Linked DNA regions of Mus musculus: all the other regions are linked to region 2. Evidence: chromatin contacts called from public HiChIP or PLAC-seq, Micro-C and promoter capture Hi-C data. All regions are on one chromosome and are shown on one strand. Each heading gives the region's core, a stretch centred on a gene start, on an enhancer-like site or on the middle of the called end of the contact. The rest is flanking DNA. Distances are from core to core; before and after follow the strand shown.

What was found. Promoter capture Hi-C pulls out the DNA fragments that hold promoters and counts their contacts. A called contact is a pair of places that touch in the nucleus more often than the background predicts. HiChIP or PLAC-seq counts read pairs in DNA pulled down with a chosen protein or histone mark.
Region 1: a promoter capture Hi-C map of hippocampal neurons shows a contact between it and region 2, with 5 times the contacts expected there. The contact joins the promoter of Slc16a9 here to the promoter of Bicc1 in region 2. A contact is called at or near these places in 3 of 39 promoter capture datasets (cranial neural crest, hippocampal neurons and stem cell-derived epiblast-like cells) and 1 of 115 datasets of contacts at active chromatin or transcription factors (stem cell-derived neural progenitor cells).
Region 3: a contact with region 2 is called in an H3K4me3 HiChIP or PLAC-seq map of stem cell-derived neural progenitor cells, with 3 times the contacts expected there. The contact joins the enhancer-like site here to the promoter of Bicc1 in region 2. A contact is called at or near these places in 1 of 484 Hi-C or Micro-C datasets (nephron progenitors), 4 of 115 datasets of contacts at active chromatin or transcription factors (the NIH/3T3 cell line, fibro-adipogenic progenitors, forebrain and 1 more) and 1 of 9 other capture datasets (embryonic stem cells).
Region 4: a contact with region 2 is called in a promoter capture Hi-C map of hippocampal neurons, with 5 times the contacts expected there. The contact joins the promoter of Mrln here to the promoter of Bicc1 in region 2. A contact is called at or near these places in 2 of 39 promoter capture datasets (hippocampal neurons and stem cell-derived epiblast-like cells).
Region 5: a promoter capture Hi-C map of hippocampal neurons shows a contact between it and region 2, with 5 times the contacts expected there. The contact joins the promoter of Fam13c here to the promoter of Bicc1 in region 2. A contact is called at or near these places in 5 of 39 promoter capture datasets (the C10 cell line, cranial neural crest, embryonic stem cells and 2 more), 2 of 484 Hi-C or Micro-C datasets (both in embryonic stem cells), 3 of 115 datasets of contacts at active chromatin or transcription factors (astrocytes, embryonic stem cells and neural tube) and 1 of 9 other capture datasets (liver).
Region 6: a contact with region 2 is called in a Micro-C map of embryonic stem cells, with 6 times the contacts expected there. The contact joins the promoter of Phyhipl here to the promoter of Bicc1 in region 2. A contact is called at or near these places in 6 of 39 promoter capture datasets (the 3T3-L1 cell line, embryonic stem cells, hippocampal neurons and 1 more), 2 of 484 Hi-C or Micro-C datasets (both in embryonic stem cells), 5 of 115 datasets of contacts at active chromatin or transcription factors (embryonic hindbrain, embryonic stem cells, forebrain and 1 more) and 1 of 9 other capture datasets (embryonic stem cells).

Annotation. Positions count from the first base shown.
Region 1 is chr10:70,243,761-70,246,863 of GRCm38.p6, forward strand. It overlaps Slc16a9 (solute carrier family 16 (monocarboxylic acid transporters), member 9), which reads left to right and starts at 1,516. Exons shown (of 6, transcript NM_025807.3): 1 at 1,516-1,618.
Region 2 is chr10:71,158,312-71,161,299 of GRCm38.p6, forward strand. It overlaps Bicc1 (BicC family RNA binding protein 1), which reads right to left and starts at 1,379. Exons shown (of 21, transcript NM_031397.3): 1 at 1,110-1,379. The coding sequence starts at 1,305.
Region 3 is chr10:70,483,806-70,487,070 of GRCm38.p6, forward strand. The region is part of intron 4 of Fam13c (family with sequence similarity 13, member C); the gene reads left to right. Among named protein-coding and RNA genes, the nearest start is that of Fam13c, 45 kb to the left of the region's middle. Within about 2 kb of position 1,611, at least 40 of the 459 cell types and tissues checked have an H3K27ac peak or open chromatin away from gene starts, as enhancers often do. A contact at or near this core is called in forebrain and stem cell-derived neural progenitor cells, where this site is marked.
Region 4 is chr10:70,203,292-70,206,541 of GRCm38.p6, forward strand. Mrln (myoregulin) reads left to right here and starts at 1,373. Exons shown (of 3, transcript NM_001304739.1): 1 at 1,373-1,468.
Region 5 is chr10:70,439,241-70,442,444 of GRCm38.p6, forward strand. Fam13c (family with sequence similarity 13, member C) reads left to right here and starts at 1,670. Exons shown (of 14, transcript NM_024244.4): 1 at 1,670-1,835. The coding sequence starts at 1,774.
Region 6 is chr10:70,597,893-70,600,737 of GRCm38.p6, forward strand. It overlaps Phyhipl (phytanoyl-CoA hydroxylase interacting protein-like), which reads right to left and starts at 1,399. Exons shown (of 5, transcript NM_178621.4): 1 at 1,113-1,399. The coding sequence starts at 1,215.

The DNA.
Region 1 (3,103 bases), core at 266-2,765, 910 kb before region 2:
TCAGATGAGGTCTCTGTAGCCCAGGCTAGCCTAAAATTCATTATGTAGCCCAGGATGGACCTGAACTCCCAGCGATCTGCCTCTTCAATTGGGTATAGGTGTGAATCACCACAGTGGGCTACTGTTACTATTAAGTATTTTTCTGATTTTTCTTCCACTTTGAGTGTGTGTGTGTGTGTGTGTGTCTGTGTGTGTGTTTCTCAGCAACAGTCCACCTTGGTTTTGAAGAGAGGGTCTCTAAGTGAGACCCGGAGCTTTCTAATAAGGGTAGCCTCTACCTCTTTGGTGCTATGGTTTTGACAGCAGCTGCAGTCATGCTTAGTTATACTTGGGTGCTGGGGGTGGCAAGTAAGCTCTCTCCGGGGACAAGAATAATATGTTTGAGAGGACTTCTCCATAACCTGAATAGAAAGGGGGTGTTGGAGAGAAGCGCTAAAGCCACTTCTCAGGGTGGTGGGCATGGCCAGATTCCGTACCTTTTCTGACTTCTCAACCCTCCCCCACTCTCCACGATGCAGGCAAGATTCTGAAAATATCATAGATAAGGAAATAAGCTGAAAAGACCTAGGTGGCTCAACTCTTAACTTTGCAGGAGGTAGTCCTTGCCGCCTAAGAACGCAGGCTTTGCGTGGTATGAAGGGAATTCTCACGCTGTTAGATAGACATAGTTCTCTTCAAGAATTCAACAGACAGAAAGTTAATGGGGCAGAGGGTGAGCACACGCCACATTGCAGACATATCCCTGGAGCGAACGGTGTCCACACATTCGTTAGCCCCTGGAACCCTAAAGTTTTCTGCAGTGGGCTTCGGTGACAGCGCAGAGAGCCATGCATGGTAGGTAGCTCCAGCGTGAGTTGCTTTGCACCACAGCTAGTGACAGCCTGGTTCTACTTCAAGACACCTGACGGTCTTCACATAACTTCTCCCTCCCTCTTCGACCTCCTGGACACCCGCCTTTCCCGCGGAGTTGTCCCAAAGGAAAGCCCTTGGCATCTTATACTCCCTACTGCCAAAGAGTACCAACTTCACAAAGTTCTAGGTTTCTAGTTCGCTTTCCTCTGGGATCTCTGCCCACGAGTACAGCTCTGGCCAGGAGGCTCCCAGCGACCCAGGGAAGCCAGGGAGAGCAGGCGACCCTTGTATTCAGTTCCACACAGGCTCCTCGCAAATGCACACGGTGCTTGGCGGGGGGTATGCGGGAGAGCTTCGGGAGACCAAGGGGACTCGGGTCCGGCCCTCCCCCCACTCCTAGCCGGGCCTTAAGCTACGGGTGTAGACGCAGCGCCCCTACCGCCGGCTTTTCCACCGCCTCCATCTCCTCCTCCTCCGCCTCCTCTTCCTTCCCCCAGCGGGCGTGCAGTCTCAGCCGGTTCAGACTGGCCAGGGTGCCCCTGCAGAGGAGATCTGAGAGTGGGACCACCCCGGGAGTGACTTCCCGGGGTGGGCGGTGGGGGTGGGGAAGGTGGAGCCGGCCGGGCGGGCTGCACTCCATGTGTCCCGAGGGCAGAGGGCGGCGGCCGTATATTGCGCGCAGCGGGACTGCTCGCCCAGCGCAGGGCCCGGATCAGCAGCTGCGGCCGGAGCTGCGCCCGCGGCCCCAGCCGAGGCCGGGACTCAGGTAAAAACCCCAGGAACTGGGAAGGTCCCGGCGGGAGCTGTCCCCTCACCCTGCAAACTGCACCGAAAGGAGGCGGTGCTGTCACCCGCGGGTGCACAGCTACCGGCCGGCTTCTGGTCTGCCCGGGCTGAAAGCGTCCTGAGAGCGCCGCGGAGCACTCTGCACCCTCTTCTAGAAAGAGTAACTGCCTCTGCAAAAATACTCGTAGGGTTGCCTTTTGCAGGGAGAATGGGGGAGATGAGAGCTCGGATGTCACCAGATGAGTCTCCTGGGATACCTTCTACGTGTGACCCAAGTGGGTCCTCACTTCCCAGAAGGCCGCTCCCGAGGAGGTGGGCTCAGGTGCTGGGGAGAATCCAGGCTGGGGCGCATAGGTTTGGTAAACTGCAAGGACAGCAGCTCACGTTGCGGGCAGATCCTGCTGGGTTCCGGGCAGGGCAGCACCCGGGCTGCGCTACAGGGTGTAGGAGCCTAACGGCCAGGCGGCTCCTCCGCCACCTGAACAAAACTTAGAAGGATTTTGGTGCGCATGCCTCAGCTCTGGTTCGCCTAGGGAACCCTTCTTTGGTTTTAGCCATGCACAGAGGCTTCAGGGGAAACAGCAAGCCATGGAACTTGACCATCAATCAGGTCGGGATTTTACTTCGTTCTTGGAATGTCAGGTCTATGCAGCACAAATGATCCGGAAAGTTTAGGCAGTGTTTACACTACAGATATTATTTACATATTATTTATGTTGATATCTTACTTGCCTCATTGGGCCCATCTGATGGGCTACAGCTCAGTGGTAATAGTTAGACATCTTGACTTGCCCAGATTGGCATGTTCACCTAGAGCAGAGCAGAGCAGAGCAGAGGCCACTCAGATACTCTTAGGCAACAGACGGAGTGAGCTAGGTTGGAGAAAGAAAGGGTGTGCCGATTGGTTACAGCCTCCGTTAAACACTTTGTGAGCGCAGAGAGTAGTGTCGGTACCCATTAACCACCCTCGACTAGCAAATAGAAATTAGACAATAAAATCTTTTCACCTGCCAACTGGCAATAACTTGTATATTCAGCACCGCCGATGTCCGAAGAGCAGGTTTCCTTGCTTCCCATCCTTCTGTGTTTGGGTAAGTGGAGAGACAGGGATCCTACTCGTCTCTAATGAAGGTTCTATAGAAAGGGCCAGGGGCGTGGTAAGATGGCAAAGAGTGACATTAGGAACTCTGGACTGGATTTTTAAATTTTTTTTCTTTCTTTTCTCTCTCTCTTTCTTTCTTTCTTTCTTTCTTTCTTTCTTTCTTTCTTTCTTTCTTTCTTTCCTCCTCCTCCTCCTCCTCCTCCTCCTCCTCCTCCTCCTCCTCCTCCTCAGGGTCGTGGTAAGATGGCAAAGAGTGAAATTAGGAACTCTGGACTGGATTTTTTTCTTTTCTTTTCTTTTCTTTTCTTTTCTTTTCTTCCTTTCTTCCTACCTTCCTTCCTTCCTTCCTTCCTCCCTCCCTCC
Region 2 (2,988 bases), core at 129-2,628:
GCCTGCCAAGCACTCCTGATACTTATTTCCACCAAGTTATTGTTTAGGAAAACATGTTGTTCTCTCTTAAAATAACCCTCTTAATTGTTCCGAGAAGCCACTGCATTTCCAGAGAGGAATAACTTGCTCCCATACTGCGATACATTGACAGATAAAGTCAAAATAAGTCACGCAGACAGCAATAAAAGCGAGTCTGTGGACCTCCAAGCTTCCCGGGATGAAGGATGAGAGCTACCGAATCCTCACCTCTCTCCCTTCCTGGGAGCAGGGGCCAGATCTCCTCAAGTCTTAAAAATAATGCACATTCCAGCTACCTCATCTCTGCCTTTGGATGTGGGAGGTGAGCCACACAGGTAGGCTGCGAATGGACATTTTTAAAGGTCAAAATGACCTTGGATCTGTTACTGCTCACTCTAATCCTAAAGCAATAAATCAGCATTTGCTTCCGATCCAGTGTGGAGAAAGTTTCTCTTCCTGGGAAAATCCCAGAAACTCTATAAAGAATTTGAAAAAAATTTTTTTTAAATTAAAAACCCAAAATATGAAAGTCAAGTCAGACTCCCACAGCTGCAAGGGAGAAGTTTATGGACTGAATGTAACTCAAGATGTCTTTTAGGACTGCCCTGACACATGCTACCCTGACACATGCTACCCTCGCACTGCCAGGGCACAGATCCCCACGCCTGGGTGACTTGCTCCAGCTCAAGACTCCGGCGTGGGGGCGGGGGCTCCCAGCTGAAGCCTTGACATCTGCAGCGCTTTTCCAGGCGACGAGAGCAGGCCCTAGCTGGAGGAAGCGGATACTAAGGAGGGGAGGGAAAAGACGCGGCAGGGGTGGCAGAGATTCCAGGCTGCGGGAAGCCGGGCAAAGTCCCGCACACTGGGCGGTCCCGTAGTGTAAGGATGCCACGGCCCAGATGTCCCAGCTGCAGCTGGCACCGCCGCGGTCCTAACAGCAACTTCGGAGCTGCAGCACAAACTCGGGCCTCCAGCTCCTCGGATCCGAGCAAGCTGACAAAGTTGGGGGGGAGGGAGGGTGTCCCGTGAGCGGACTGAGAGACGATCCTGTGGCGGACTTGGGAGAGGATTAGGAGCAGGGGCATGCCTACCTTGGAGCATGGCCTCGAGTTTCTTCCTGTCCACGCGGAAGCGCTCCTCGCTCCACTCCGGGCTGTGCAAGAGGGGCGCCGCGGCCACCAGATCGTCCTCGGAGCCGGCCACCGGCGAGTCGGTGCTGCGCTCGCTGTTGGAGCCGGGGTCCGACTGCGCCGCCGCCAGGTAGCCCGGCTCGCTCTGCGAGGCCATGGTGCGAGCGGCGCTCGGGCTGCCGCCGCCCCGGCCCCGGCCGATGTGGCTCGGCGCGCCGCAGCGCTAGCTCGTGCCCCCGCCGCCGCCGTGGCCGCGGGAAGCCCTGCGCATCCCCGCCTCGGGCGCCGCCCCCCGCCCCGCCGCGCCGATCGCCTGCGCCCCGGCCCCCGCCCGCCCGCAGCGCCCGCTCCGAGCGCACAGAGCCGCCCGCGCCTCCGGCCGCCGCCAGCCCCGCCGCCGCCTCGCGCGCTCATTGGCCGGCCAGGCCCACGGGGAGCAGCGGGCGGGAGCGGCCAGCCCGCGCCCTCTCACACGCACCACGTCCACACGCCGCGCGGCGCCGCCCGGAATGCCTGACCCATCGCGTGGACCCTCGGGCTCTCGGACCCCCTCACCCAGTTCGAGCCTAGCGCTCCTGGGGTGCCCCGCCAGACGCCCTCGTCACTTACTGCCACTTTTTTGTACTTTGATGGAGACTCCATCAAAACTCACAAACTTTGATGGAGACTCCATCAAAAACTCACTCCTGCCAGGCGTACAAGCTTGCTTATCCACACCCGAATCCCTTACTGTCACTTTTCTATCCCTATACCCGAATTCCATCCCTCTCCATACTCAGAATACTCCAAACTTAGATCAAGTTCACCCCAAAGTGCTCAAAGGGTATGCTCCCAAGTCCAGTCCTATTTACAGACCCTCAGAACACCCTGAGTCTGTCCCACAAGCCTGAATGAGAATAGAGAGTAATAAAAGGAGATCTGGGGACAAGAGGGATTGATGACCAACTTTTGCAGATGTCAGAGTAGACTTGACTTGTGTGCACCTAATCGGTCCAATCCAAAGATACCTTCGCCAGATGTGCCCTTCTCTGACTTTAATTTCAGGCCTTGATTCAACAAGACACTACTTTCGCCACCTTAAGCATCTATCTCTGTCTGAGATCACAGAAATGGCTGGCTCATTCTCTAGACAGGCTGGGAGCTCCTCTCTGTTCTAGGCGGCCCACAGATGAAAGCCTCGCAACTTCTGATGCTGACTGCCCGCCAGCCCACGCACCATCACTCTCAAAGCGGAGCATAGAGCTCAGAGGATGAAGTCCTGCTGTGAGCTTGGAACACTCGCCCCCACGCCACACAGAATCGTACTGCCTTTTATTAAATGACCAAACGCACAAGAGTATCTGTTCTACGTAGGAGGATGATGGTGTTAAATATGGTAGAAAAGCACTGTGCTACCGAGGGAAGAAGTAGGTTTACAAGTGGGGTGAGCCATAGGGTTCACCTGGGGCCCATAGATAATCATACAGTGTGTGTTTGAATCAAAACTCTTACAGGGGGCTGGAGACGTGACTCAGAACATAAGTACACTGGCTGTCAAGCCAGACAACCTGAGTTAGACCCTCAGGCCTCACATGGTGGAAAGAGAGGCCCAATGCAGGCAAGTTGTCCTTTTTGGCCATACCAAGAGCACTTTGGAATAACACTCTCACACGCATACACAAATAGATAATAAAACGGAACTTTAACATATCTCCAGCTGGAGAGATGGTTCAGCCGTTATAGAGTTCTTGGTGCTTTTCCTGGGGACCAGAGTTCCATTCCCAGAGCCCACCTTGCAGGGCTCACAACTGCCTGTAACTCCAGCTCAGCTGTGTTTGGTGCCCTCTTCTGACTTCTTCTG
Region 3 (3,265 bases), core at 361-2,860, 670 kb before region 2:
TTTGAAACTGTTATCTTGATCTCCTCTTCTTGTAAGACTCCCATGGCTGTCTGGAATGTTCTCTTAGCCACCTCAGGTTATTTTAGCCTCCTCACTCCACTTGGCCTCCTGCCCATCTGCCCTTCCTGCCCCCGTCCTACATCCCTCAGCAGTACAAATACAGCGCCTATGTGGATGTGTAGTGAGGGGACACATTCGACTCCCACAGTGTTGTAAACGATTATGAGTCTGTTTTGAAAAATCTAGAGTTTTCAGCTTTTGTTTGAAAACTTCCAAGAGTGGGGCTGCCTGGCGTATGCATACCTTGCCTCGGTATGCATACCTTGCCTCGCACAGATATAGTGATCAGACAGTCTCCCTGACCCCGCCCCCCATTTACTTATGCTGGCTACTTGGCATTTGATTAAGGATGCCTACTTCAATCCTCTTCCTGGCAACTGCTCATCTTGCGAGCTCCAGCTAACTCCTCATCTAGAACGCAGAGGCCAGCAGTGTTTTTTTTTGTTTGTTTGTTTGTTTTTTTTTTTTTTTTTTGAGACAGGGTTTCTCTGTATAGCCCTGGCTGTCCTGGACCTCACTTTGTAGACCAGGCTGGCCTCGAACTCAGAAGTCCGCCTGCCTCTGCCTCCCGAGTGCTGGGATTAAAGGCGTGGACCACCACGCCCGGCCCGGCCAGCAGTGTTTTAAAGACCCTTTTCTAGTTGACAGTTTACATGTTACCACGGACTTTTGGTGCCTCTGAGTACTTTTCAGATGTTTGGCTACTCTGGATGCTCCTCTGTGTCTGGTATTTAACGAGATCAGTACACCTAGAGAATTGCTTTTCCCCTCGGAACTAGAAAGCCCACCAATGGCTTACCACACACAACCCAGAGAGGCTGTGGCTTCCTTCGGTTCTCACTCCCGTGGGTTCCAGGGCCAAGACAAGAACTGTAAATCAGTTTAGAGCAACTGCATGAATATGCATCAGTTTAACTGAGGTTTATTGCTAAAGCCTATGCCTTCAGCTATGAGAAAAGAGGGGGAATTCAGGAATCTCAGAGACTGCTAATGAAGGTGGGGATTTCTTCCCCAGCCCAGTGAATTTACTTTGGAGAGTGATTAACTCACTTGTATTTAAAATACTGTATTAAAATTTATGACAAAATTAAGCCTTCAGTGTCATTAAAGACCTCCTCTGTATCAACAGGAGCTGTTTCTCAGCAGCATTGGTATTAATTAGGCCGGTGGCTAAACTGGAAGCTCACTGGCTTCTTTATCTGTGAGTCCCCAGTTTTCCAGGGAGCCGTGGACCCTGCGCAAGCATAATAGCCTTTGATGCTTTTCCTGTTTCTCTGTTTGTGATCCTTTAGATGAAAGGAAAGCCTGAAAGCTTTGTTGCTTTTTGGAGAGAGGAAGTTTTCTTGGCAGCTACTTTTCCTTGGGGGGAATAAAGCCTTTTATCTTTTGTTTTGAGACAGTGTGTGTGTGTGTGTGTGTGTGTGTGTGTGTCTCACTAGTTGTTTTTATTTAAAAAAATTTTTTTTTAAAATAGAAGTGAGCAGATTCCTAATGAGTTCCGCTTGAAGGAGAAAAGATGTTTAAGAGGCGAGCGAGCGGGACAGAGCTTTCTAGCAATACAAAAGGAGCTATCCCCATGCGCATGCGTGGACTGTTCCAGGGCAGGGGCTCTGAGCATTCCCACACCTGCTTTCTCTTTATTGAGCTACTTGGGTTCTGTTTGGTGTTTTGTGAGAAGGGCAGGGATGAAATAGAAATAGCAAATAGCTTCTCTTACTGATGTCAAGACTCCCTAGTACACGCTTGGGTCATGAGCGGGTTCTCTGGGGTGTGTTTCAAACAGCAAGTCCCAATCCCACTTCCTTCCTCCCCTATAGACACAGACCAACCTGTGAGATACAAGAACATTTGCATTAAGAAGTTCATGGTCTTACAGGTGACCTTGCTCGTCTTGGTCTTTTTTATTTTGTTTCTTGGCTAATGAGAGCAGAGTCTCATTAGCCATAAGTATTCCCAAAATCACTCCATGGCTGAAGATGCCCTTGAACTTGTGATCTCCCTGCTTCCGTCTCTCAGGTTCTCTTCTAATATAAAGAGTTGGTTCTTCCAATGAATGGTTAAGGCCCTTTTGGCTCTCATATTGAAAAAGCCCACTGCTTTAGCTGTGTAAAAGCTTAGACATAGATGGACATTAGTTTAAGAATACTGGTTCTCACTGACACAGATAAAAATATTTCCCTCCTCTTGTTATGGAGACCAGAGTTCCACACGAAGTCCTTGCACTGATTGAAGAAGACTTCGTGATCATTACGGGAAGGAAACCCTGTAGGTATTTTCTGCTTCCCATCTTCCTCCCCCTCCTCCTCCTCTAAGAAACCCACCCTTGGACATTTGATACATAGTTATCACTTTTATCTAACATTGGTGTGGTACAAGGCAAAGGGACATTTATTAACATTGACAGTAATAGTAGTAATAGTAATTAAAATAATAATAATAATAATAATAATAATAACAATGTTGGAAAATGTAGAAATTCATCCACATGTTAGTCTTGTAATCTTTCCACTTATATAGAACCACTATTGTAATGTTCACTTAGGCCTCGTTGCTACTGTTTCAATGTTGATGTGAAAAAGAATTGTGTGTGAAAGAGAATTCCTGCTGGAATGATACTTGATTCCAGTTCAGACCAGTCTCAGAGTAGACAGGACCACCAAGAATACTTTCGGAGCACAGAATACTTAAATGTATCCACGAGTTTGTTCAAGGTCAGAGAGCACCAAGTAGGCTGATAATTATCACAAGATGAGTTTGCTTCTGTCTAAAAGGAACAGTCTTAATTTCTAGAACTAAGCATTTGAACATCCAATTCCCAGAAGGAACATGTTTGATAAGCTTAGGGATCATTGTTAGATGCATTTCCTGGAGAAAGAACATGCTGTCCTTGATGACTGAATGTTTTAGAAACCTTGGTGGTTTAACGTGGGGTAGAGTCAGGAACAAAAGAGACAGAGGTGTATATGAGCTGAACGTCAGCTGAGGACTCGGACAGTGGGTTCAAGGGCTGTGGTCAAGGCCACTTGGAGACCGGGAAAGTTACTTCTCATCTTCTCAGTGATGCAATGACTTCTCTTGTCAACAACGCTGTCTCTTTTCAAGATGTACACTACATACTATGTATGCACTACACACACAACACACAAAGATCCCTTTCGTCTCCTCTCTGTATTTTTTTCTTCTGTTCATAACCTGTGTGGGATTA
Region 4 (3,250 bases), core at 123-2,622, 960 kb before region 2:
CAGTCTTCTAAGGAATGAAACGCATTCCTTAACTTGCACACCCTCTCCCACCCAACTGCACCCAGACTCGTACACAAAATCAACAGTAGATGTTGTAAAATCCACTCATTGATATATTTTGAAAACGGGAGAATCAAAATAGACTAGGTTAAATTCATAAACACAAAAAGATATTTAGATATCAGAAAGTGGGCTGGAGAGATGGCTCAGTGGTTAAGAGCACTGACTGTTCTTCCAGAGGTCCCGAGTTCAATTCCCAGCAACCCCATGGTGGCTCACAACCATGTATAGCGATATCTGATGCTCTCTTCTGGTGTGTCTGAAGAGAGCAACAGCGTACTCCCATGAAATAAATAGATAAATCTTAAAAGAGAAAGAAAGGAAGAAAGGAAGAGAAAGAAGGAAGGAAGGAAGGAAGGAAGGAAGGAAGGAAGGAAGGAAGGAAGGAAGGAAAGAAGGAAGGAAGGAAGGAAGGGCAGATAGAAGAGAAGGAAGGAAAGGCAGAGAGAGAGAAAAGAGAAAGAAAGAAAGAGAGAAAAAGAAAGAAAGAAAGAAAGAAAGAAAGAAAGAAAGAGAAAAGAAAGGAAGGAAGAAAGAAAGAAGGAAGGAAAGGCAGACAGAAGAGAAGGAAGGAAAGGCAGAGAGAGAGAGAGAGAGAAAAGGAAAAAAAGAAAGAAAATAAAGGAAGGAAGAAAGAAAGAAGGAAGGAAAGGCAGACAGAAGAGAAGGAAGGAAAGGCAGAGAGAGAGAGAGAAAAGGAAAGAAAAAAGAAAAAGAAAGAAAGAAAGAAAGAAAGGAAGGAAGGAAGGAAGAAGAAAGAAAGAAAGAAGGAAAGAAAGAAAGAGAAAGAAAGAAGAAAGAAAGGCAGGCAAGCAAACAGGCTAGAAAGGTGGCTCAGCAGTTAAGACCACACATTGCTCTCACAGAGGGCCTGGGTTGAGTTTCCAGAATTTACAAGTAGTCACCCACCTGTAACTATAGCTCCAGCAGGCCTGATATTCCTTATTGCCCTCCTTAAACACCCCTGACACCCCCCACACACATACACATGACATTACACACACAGACACACACACACAGAAATAAAACTAAAACAGTTTTTAAAAGCCAGCTCCCTGCAGAAAAGGAGTGTGCAGAAGAGAAGGGGCTATGTTCTCACAGTGGAGGAGATTTGTTGTTGCTTGCTGATAGTTTAGAACAGCTACCATGGGGACTTAAGGCATCCCCGCCTAGCGGCTTGCTTGACTTCAATGTAAATATATTTTGTTAGACTCTATCCCACCTGTGTCTGTCAGTTTCTCTTGCCTCCTCCCCATGACATTCTGGCTCAGGTTTCTGCCTAACACTCGGAGCCAGTTACTAATAACAGCCCAGTGAGCTTTTCGTCCATGGAGAGCAGATGGTGTTTTTGAAAGGAAGGGCGGCCATTCCCAGGACTTTGGACTTGGCTCCGTTGCACCCCTGAACAGTAAGTGTTGCTTGCGTTTATATTTTTAAGTAGTGTTGACACAGGGAGAGGCGAACGAAACTCTTGTTGCCTCTCATTAGAAATAATGAAGGCTAAAAGTTGCTGACTCCCCAAGCTGGTTTCCACTGCCTGCATTTCAACATCCCTCCAAGTTTTACGAGGCTGATGATAAGGGAGATTAGTGAGTCAGAATCCTACTCCTTTCTTTTTGGTTTTGGCTCACGGCAAGCGGAGCAGGTGATTAATAACGCTGGATATAAATTGCTCGGCTGAGCCCTGGGCTTGCAGCTTGACCCATCTCCCTGTGTTTCCTTCTCCAGATAGAATCCCAGTGTTTTCAAAGGGAGTTTTTACTTACAGGAATCAAAGTGGGAGAGCGGGGGGAGGCATGGTGCCCTGTTGTTATCCCCTGTTCTGGGTTTGGGGCAGAGGGACCCATCGCATTGCTTACTAGCTTTGTAACCAACGGCCCTGTCTCTGCAGCCTCTTTGACATGGTCACTTCTCAGAGGCCTGAGAAGTAGGTCACTGTGTTTTCTGTCTGGCAAGGGAGGACCCTGGAATTCAGAGAGCCAGATGCCTTGCCCAGTCATCCTGGGCAAAACTGACACTTGATATCCCAGTCCCTCTTCAAGGCCATATATTAGCATAGCTCTCTGCTTTGGCTGTGTGAGTCTCATTCCTGGGCATGTGTACATGTCTAGATACAAACTATTTTTGCTGTTGTTTAGAAACTTTTTTTGTTTGGTTGGTTTTGCGAGACAGGGTTTCCCTGTGCAGCCCTGGCTGTCCTGGAACTCGGTCTGTAGACCAGGCTGGCCTCAAATTCAGAGATCCACCTGCCTCTGCTTCCTGAGTGCTAGGAGCGACTACATCTGTGTGCCATCACTGCCCAGCATCGGTGTAATCTTGACAGAGGCATTAAAGTGAATCCCAGAGACACAGAAGTGGACTGGGTAAGAGTGGTTGTAAGACTGTACACAGGGCCTCAGCCTCTCTGAACCTCAGCTTCCTCACTGGTGAAATGAATTATTATCTATCTTGCACCGGTTTGGGTATTTGACAATAGTGTAACATAAGTGGCTGTGAGTACTGACAGAAATTTAAATGTCATCTATAAAAATCCTTCATTCAATGGACTTAATCTTGAGAATAATCTGCCATTTCAAGTTCAGTTGCAGAGCCTACAAACACTATGCTCGATAGGAAATATTAGTCTGAGAAACAAGCTCCTATAAAACTGTGCCACATTTAAAGTCTTTAACGTCTTCGTTTTCAGAATGGTGCATGCCACCGCTGTGGGAGAACGGGAAGGTGCTATCTCGCTCACCACCCAAGACTTGAGGAGGGCTATAGCTAGGATCTGTGATGATGGGGCAGTCCCACCCCCGACCCCCCCCCCAGTCTGGTATACCCAGCATGCCCCTTTCTCCCTTTCTTGTGCCCTTCTGTGGCTCTCTTTGCTTACACAGACTGGAAAGGAAGGTTGTCAGAGAACACTTGCTTTCCACAGTGTGACTCTGGGCCTCCAGGATGGGATGTGTGGTTTCCTCTATAAGCCTACACTGTGCAAAGGTGTGTGGAATATCTGCTGTGTACAGCCATGGCCCTAGGCCAGAACAGCCCATAAGCCATTCATGTGGCAGGAGAGTGTGGGGATTTTATGAGTAACTCCTATAAGAGAGCAGGCTTCTTCATGATTCAGAACTCTTGGGGGACCCCAACCTGAGTATTGTAATCTTTATAATAGCTGAATGAGTTTAGAAAAAAAATGGCATAAAGA
Region 5 (3,204 bases), core at 420-2,919, 720 kb before region 2:
TATTTCATTTTATTTTATTTTTATTTTTTAAAAATTTATTTATTTATTTATTTTTATTCTGGTCTGCCATTCACCCCGCCCCCGCTCACCATTCCATCCCCGCCCCCAAGAGGATGTCGCCACCCCCTCCCCTCACTTTACCAGACCTCCCCACTCCCCAGGGCCTCAAGTCTCTCAAGGGTTAGGTGCATCTTCTCTGAGGCCAGACCCAGCAGTCCTCTGCTGTATATGTGTTGGCCGCCTCATATCAGCTGGTGTATGACGCCTGGCTGGTGGCTCAGTTTCTGAGAGATCTCCGGGTTCCAGGTCAGTTGAGACTGCTGGTCTTCCCATGGGGCTGCCCTCCTCCTCAGCTTCTTCCAGCTTTTCCCCAATTCATCCACAGGGGTCCCCCGCTTCTGTCCATTGGTTGGGTGCTAGTATCTGCATCTGACTCTTTCAGCTGCTTGTTGGGCCTCTCAGAGGGTTCATTATATTTTCAACTGGTCCACAGCATATTCATATCAACTGCTGTTTTTCAGGTGAAAGCATTGTTCCTTCTGTTCTAGATGAATCACTGGAGATGTTTACGCAATCAAAAGGCTGGTCTTTCTTCACACTGAACTACCCAGAATGGGCACCACAGCCCTCGAGCGCAGGGGCGTTTGGGAAAGTGACAGTCTTTGGATCTGAGGACAGGAAGATATCCTGTGATTAGACTTCACGTTGCCATCTAGAACCTAGTTCCATGGGACAGTAGGATTAAGAACACATGCATAGTATAGTTCAACACGTAAGTCTGTGATCGTATTTCAAAATTCAGAGGCAGGTCTTTCCAAGTCAAGGTCAACATGTCAGGAAACATGGACAATGGGAACGGGGCAGGGTAAACATCTCCAAGCAAGAATAAAGCGGGGTGGGGGTGGGGCTGACCGGCCCTCCCTTCCCCCAACAAAGTAGACTCCATCAAAGGGAACAACGTTTGTGAGTTGTCATTCCATCCTTTGTGAAGGTGCGGGGCTGCTGTGGGGGTAGGAGTCCATCTCCCCGCCTGGCACGGTGTCCTAGGCATCAGCGAAGGCCTGGAAAGCATTCTACATTCGCCTGCATAGGTTCATTCACATCTCTGTGGTCCTGCGCTGGGCGCTTCCTCTAGCGGAGTAAAATAACAAGAGCGCAGACGGACCTGTCGGGATGCAGCCCGCCCTTGGGAGCCCTTTTGTTCTAGGCAATAAAAACCAACACACAGTGAAAATAAATCAAAACTCAGCATCCATATCCCTCTCCTCCTTCTCGATCTCTCCATGCTTTCAGGAAAAGCGACAGAAGCATCTTTGCTCGTTTGCATCCCTAGGGTGGGGTGGGGGCTGGGGAGGTAACAAGCCATGGGAGGCGGGCATTGTATCCACTGGGGGGTGGGGGGGACGACGCAATCTGTATTGCCAGCTGAGGCTGAGGTGGCAGGCTCAAGCAGCTTGGACTCTCTGTAGCTCCTAGCTGCCTACCAGGGTTGCGCGGAGCAGCTCCAGGTTCCTGAGGCTGAAGCCCCCGGTCGCGCGCCGCCGCGCCCCGCCCCATCGTCCCCGCAGCCTCGCGGGCTGCTGGGCTTTGTGGTTCGCCGGTGCCGCTGGGCCCCTGCTGGGGGTGTCGTCAGGAGCATGTGCAGACAGCAGCCCAAGGTAGAGCGAGCGTGCCGGGCGAGCCCTAAGACTTGCCTGGCAATGCCATGTTTGTGTGGGTGCTCTAACTCCGGGAGAGCAATTAGGGAGACGGCTCCCCGGCCGCACTTGGCTCATGTTTTCTTGTTTCTGTTTCAGCCTTCAGGATAATTCCTTCGGCAGCGCCGCTGTAACTGAGTAAGTGCTTCTTGCCCTTACAATCGACTTGCATTCCTGTCTCCGAAGCAACTATGGTGAAGGTATCCCCTCCCGCTGCCACCCCACTCCACCCCACCCCACCCCTGTCCCCAAGCCCTCTTTCCAGGCGATGCATTGTCTCCTGGATCCTGAGGCTGCGAGGCTGGCGGGGCCCACAAACCTCACACAGGTTGCAGCCAGTATTTTGGCAGCTCGGGGTGGAGGGTGCGCGGGGGTAGGGAGTGAGGAGCGGAAGCGGGGGGTGGGGGGAGTAATAAACCTAGCTTGATTGCTGCGGGAGGCTCCGTGGCCCAAAATATGCAATCTTGGAGCTTAGCTTAAAAAAAAATCTATGTGACATGTCAGAAAGGAAGCTGGGTTGTATTTTGCCAACATGAGTGTCAGTTTTCATGGAGTGCACGCAGTGTACATTTGCCCCAAATAGACGGATGTGAGCTAGCAGGAGTTTAATTCCAGCATATTTAAACAGGGTAAACTCACCTTCCCTCTCCGTGTGTACAGATTTTTAAGACACAGTGCGGTAAACTTTTCTAGATGCCTTTTTGTGATTTTTCTCGTCTGGCCACAATAATGTGACTATAGAGAAACGCCTTGCCTGACTAACAACCTAATAACAGTTCATAGTGGAGGGAAGGGAAATAATGTTTTACTCTAGGCCAGCCCGTGTGTGTGCGTGTGTGTGTGTGTGTGTGTGTGTGTGTGTTGATATTGATAGTGCTTTGTTTTTATTTTGGTCATCTCTTCCTTAGTATTTTCTTAATAGAATCTATATATCAGAGGTGAACGTGGAGTAGATTTTGCTGGCACTGTATGCAATTCACATATAGCTGGGAGTATAAACTATATGTATTCCATTTTATCGTAGGGAAATTAGTGTTTACTTCTGGGACCTTTTGGTAAAAGCTACTCGGTAAAAGCTTTTTGCAGCAGGCTGTGTGTGTGTGTGCATGCGCAAAGTTGTGTATCCCACTACTTAAGAGAATTGTGAGTTTCATACAGAGGCTACAAGTGGCTTAGAAGCTGTTTGCTAAAGAAACCTGAACAGTGACGAGAGCATCTTTTGGCTTTCAGATCCTGCCACTGTTGCAGAGACTTGGAGAGGGAGGGCTGAGGTTCCACTGTGCTTTCTGGGCCTCTTCCCCATGCACTTTTGCTTGTCTGGTTTGCTACTGACTTAGTACCCCGCTTTGAGCTCATCTAAGTGGGGTCTCTTTAAAATAAGGACCAGGTTGACTTTCAATGATTCACTATGGCCTGTCCACTGGAACCCTGGACACGATAGTGACATTGCCTTGCAATAGAAAGATAGAGAAAGAGAGAGGTGGGGAGAGATACCTGTGGGCCAAGG
Region 6 (2,845 bases), core at 149-2,648, 560 kb before region 2:
TGTCCATTTCAATGCCTTTAAAAAAAATCAAGATCTTTGTTTCCTATATGAGTTATCCTGCTACATTTAATGACCTTACCGTGCACCAATTAATAGCTCTCATAACTTTTCTTTTAAAATGTTCTATAGCTATTACTCATATACAGTTGAACATTTTCACTGATAATCGTATTTCCATGTCAACCGGTTTTATATGCAGAATTTAACAATTATTTGGCCAATCAGCAATCAGACGACTTCTTTACAAATGAAGTTTTATTCCAAATCACTGAAACAACTCTTATCCTCCAACTAGCCCAACACACCATTCTGTGCCCAACACTGATACTCTAACTAGCCCAACACACAGCGCCGTGCCCACACTGCAGAGTACTAGCTAGCTAGCACTTTAACACTCGGACCCTGTGATCAGTCATTTCCTTTTCGTAGACTGCCAACTTTAACAATAGAGTACTGACACATCAACACACAATGGTGTGTGCTGCACACACACCGAATCTCAGCAAACGTAGAGGAAGGACCAATATCCTGTTCGGATTTTTGACAGCCTCATAATCCCTGCCCAGAACCAAGAGCCTAGTGTCTGTCCTTGGTGCTGAAACGCAGCTTTTCTGTCCCCGACTAAAATACTAGGAGGCTCACCCCAGTTAGACAGACACTCCTGGGGTTCAGAGGTTTGCAAGAGAATGGGTAAGTTTTTGTTCAAGCCTATCCAGTCTAGCCTTCGCGGTGGCGGGTAAGTCCCTGGTCGGGAGACCCAAGATCTGCCTGCTGCAGAATAGGCAACACCGGGCCGCGGACCCGAGAGGCGCCCTCTCCACCGCGGAGCATTCTCCCGCGGATCCGAACGGTTCCTTTTCCCCAGTGGAGCCCTCTCCCGCGGACCCATTGGATCCCTCTCCCCCGGTAGCCTTCTCCCGCGGACCTGAGCGGCGCCCTCTCCTAAAGACCAGAGAGGCGCCCTCTTCCCCCAGCAGCCTTCTCCCGCGGACCCGAGAGGCGCCCTCTCCCTCCAGCAGCCTTCTCCCGCGGACCCGAGAGGCGCCCTCTCCCAGGGACCGGACACCTCCGCCCGCGTCCTTTTGTCTCCCGCCGGTGCCTCCGTTCCTCACCATCACGGTCGCACAGCTGGATGGCCTCCAGGCTGAGGTTCTTGATCTCCTCACACGGACTACTGGGGCTGCTGAGGGCATGGTCCAGGCGCGGCACCTCCATCTTCGCGACCCCGCGTCGAAGCCAGGCGCCAGCGGCCGGCGGGGCGAAGGGCGGGAAAGGCCTGAGAAGGCTGAGGACGAGGGCAACCTCCGGTCGGGAGTCGCGGCCGAGGCGGCGGCGGCGGTGGTGGTGGCGGCGGCGGCAGCGGCGGCAGAAGCTCCTTCGAGTGCGCGGCTCGTAGACTGAACGCCGGCCGGCGCGAGCGCGGGAAGAGCGCGCTCTCGCCTGAAGGGAGGGCCGCGCACGCTCACGGGGGCGGGGCTGGCGGTGGACGCGCCTACCTGCCTGCACCCGGGCCCCGCCCCTTTCCTACCTCTCGCAGACCCCGCCCCCTGCCTGCCGCCCGCCCTTGCGCACACGCGCACGGAGGACAGGGGTCCGGGGTCGCGCCTACCTGCCTGCACAGGGCCCCGCCCCTTTTTTACGGCACGCGGACCCCGCCCCCTACCTGCCGCGCGCGCGTACGCGCACGGACGCGGACGCGCCCTCCGCTCTCCTCTCTAGGGCTCCGCTCCCAGCCAGTGGCGCGCCCACGCTCTGACACGCCTCCATCGCTGCCCTTGTCCTGGGGCGCGCACCCGCAACCTACCTGCGGGCGCGTAGACCGTACCCCCCGGGGCGCCTGTCGCGCGCACGCGCATGCGCGCCCCACTGCTTCCCTGCGCATCCCGACCCCGCCTGCCGCGCGCACGCGCCCTCGCTTGGCTCTCCCGCGCGCCTTCTCCCGCTGGAAGCGAAGGAGGATGGAGCGCGCGAGGAGCGCGGGCTGTGGCAAGCTGCTCGGCGCGTCGCGCTCGCCCGGCGATGGCGGCTAGGCTCTTTTCACAATGCCAGGTAGAGCCGGACGGCCACCCCGGGCTGCGGCGAGGCGAGCGCGCGCCTGTTGCTTGTTGAACACACATTGGGAAACTGAGGCCCGAGCCGCCTAGGGTTCCCGGTCCCCGCTCTGCGCGCCCAGCCGCCGTTCCTCACCAGGCCCCGCAGTGAGCAATGAGCGGCCACCTGAGGACTGCACCGGGCAGCGAGCGCGAACTCAGGTCGGTGCTGCGGGACAGGTGAGGCTACACAGGATGCTGGCGGCTGGCTGCTGAGGAGGCAGCTTCCGGGTGACAGCCACTTGTCAGCTTGCCTCCTCACCCACTCAGCTAACAAACAAGTCTTCAGTGCTCTCCCTGGGCCCGGCATTGTTCTGACTGAAAAATACAGGCTGAAACACATCACCTGTTCTTTGTTACCCTAGAAAATGAAAGGGGGACCTGTGGTCTTCCAGTGATGGCCATATTTGCACGCCCCATTGCTTTCAGGAGCACCTAAGATATTTCAGTGCACTCTGATGGTGCAAAGGTTTTAAAAATAAAGCCTATATAGATGACAGCCTGTTGGCCTCTGTTCTCATTTACTGATTCGGAATGTTATTTTGTTTTTCTTGGTATCACGGGATCAAAAGAAGCCCCTCTCCCCCTTGTATTATTTATAGTTATTGGTAATAATTTATGTTCCATGTTTACTCATTTTCCAATTTCAAACATTGATATTCACCAATAAAAACAATTTACATATAGATTACTATATGCTGCCTTTTCTAGTCACATCCATTTAGCCATAAACAACTAAATCTAGTTAATTGATG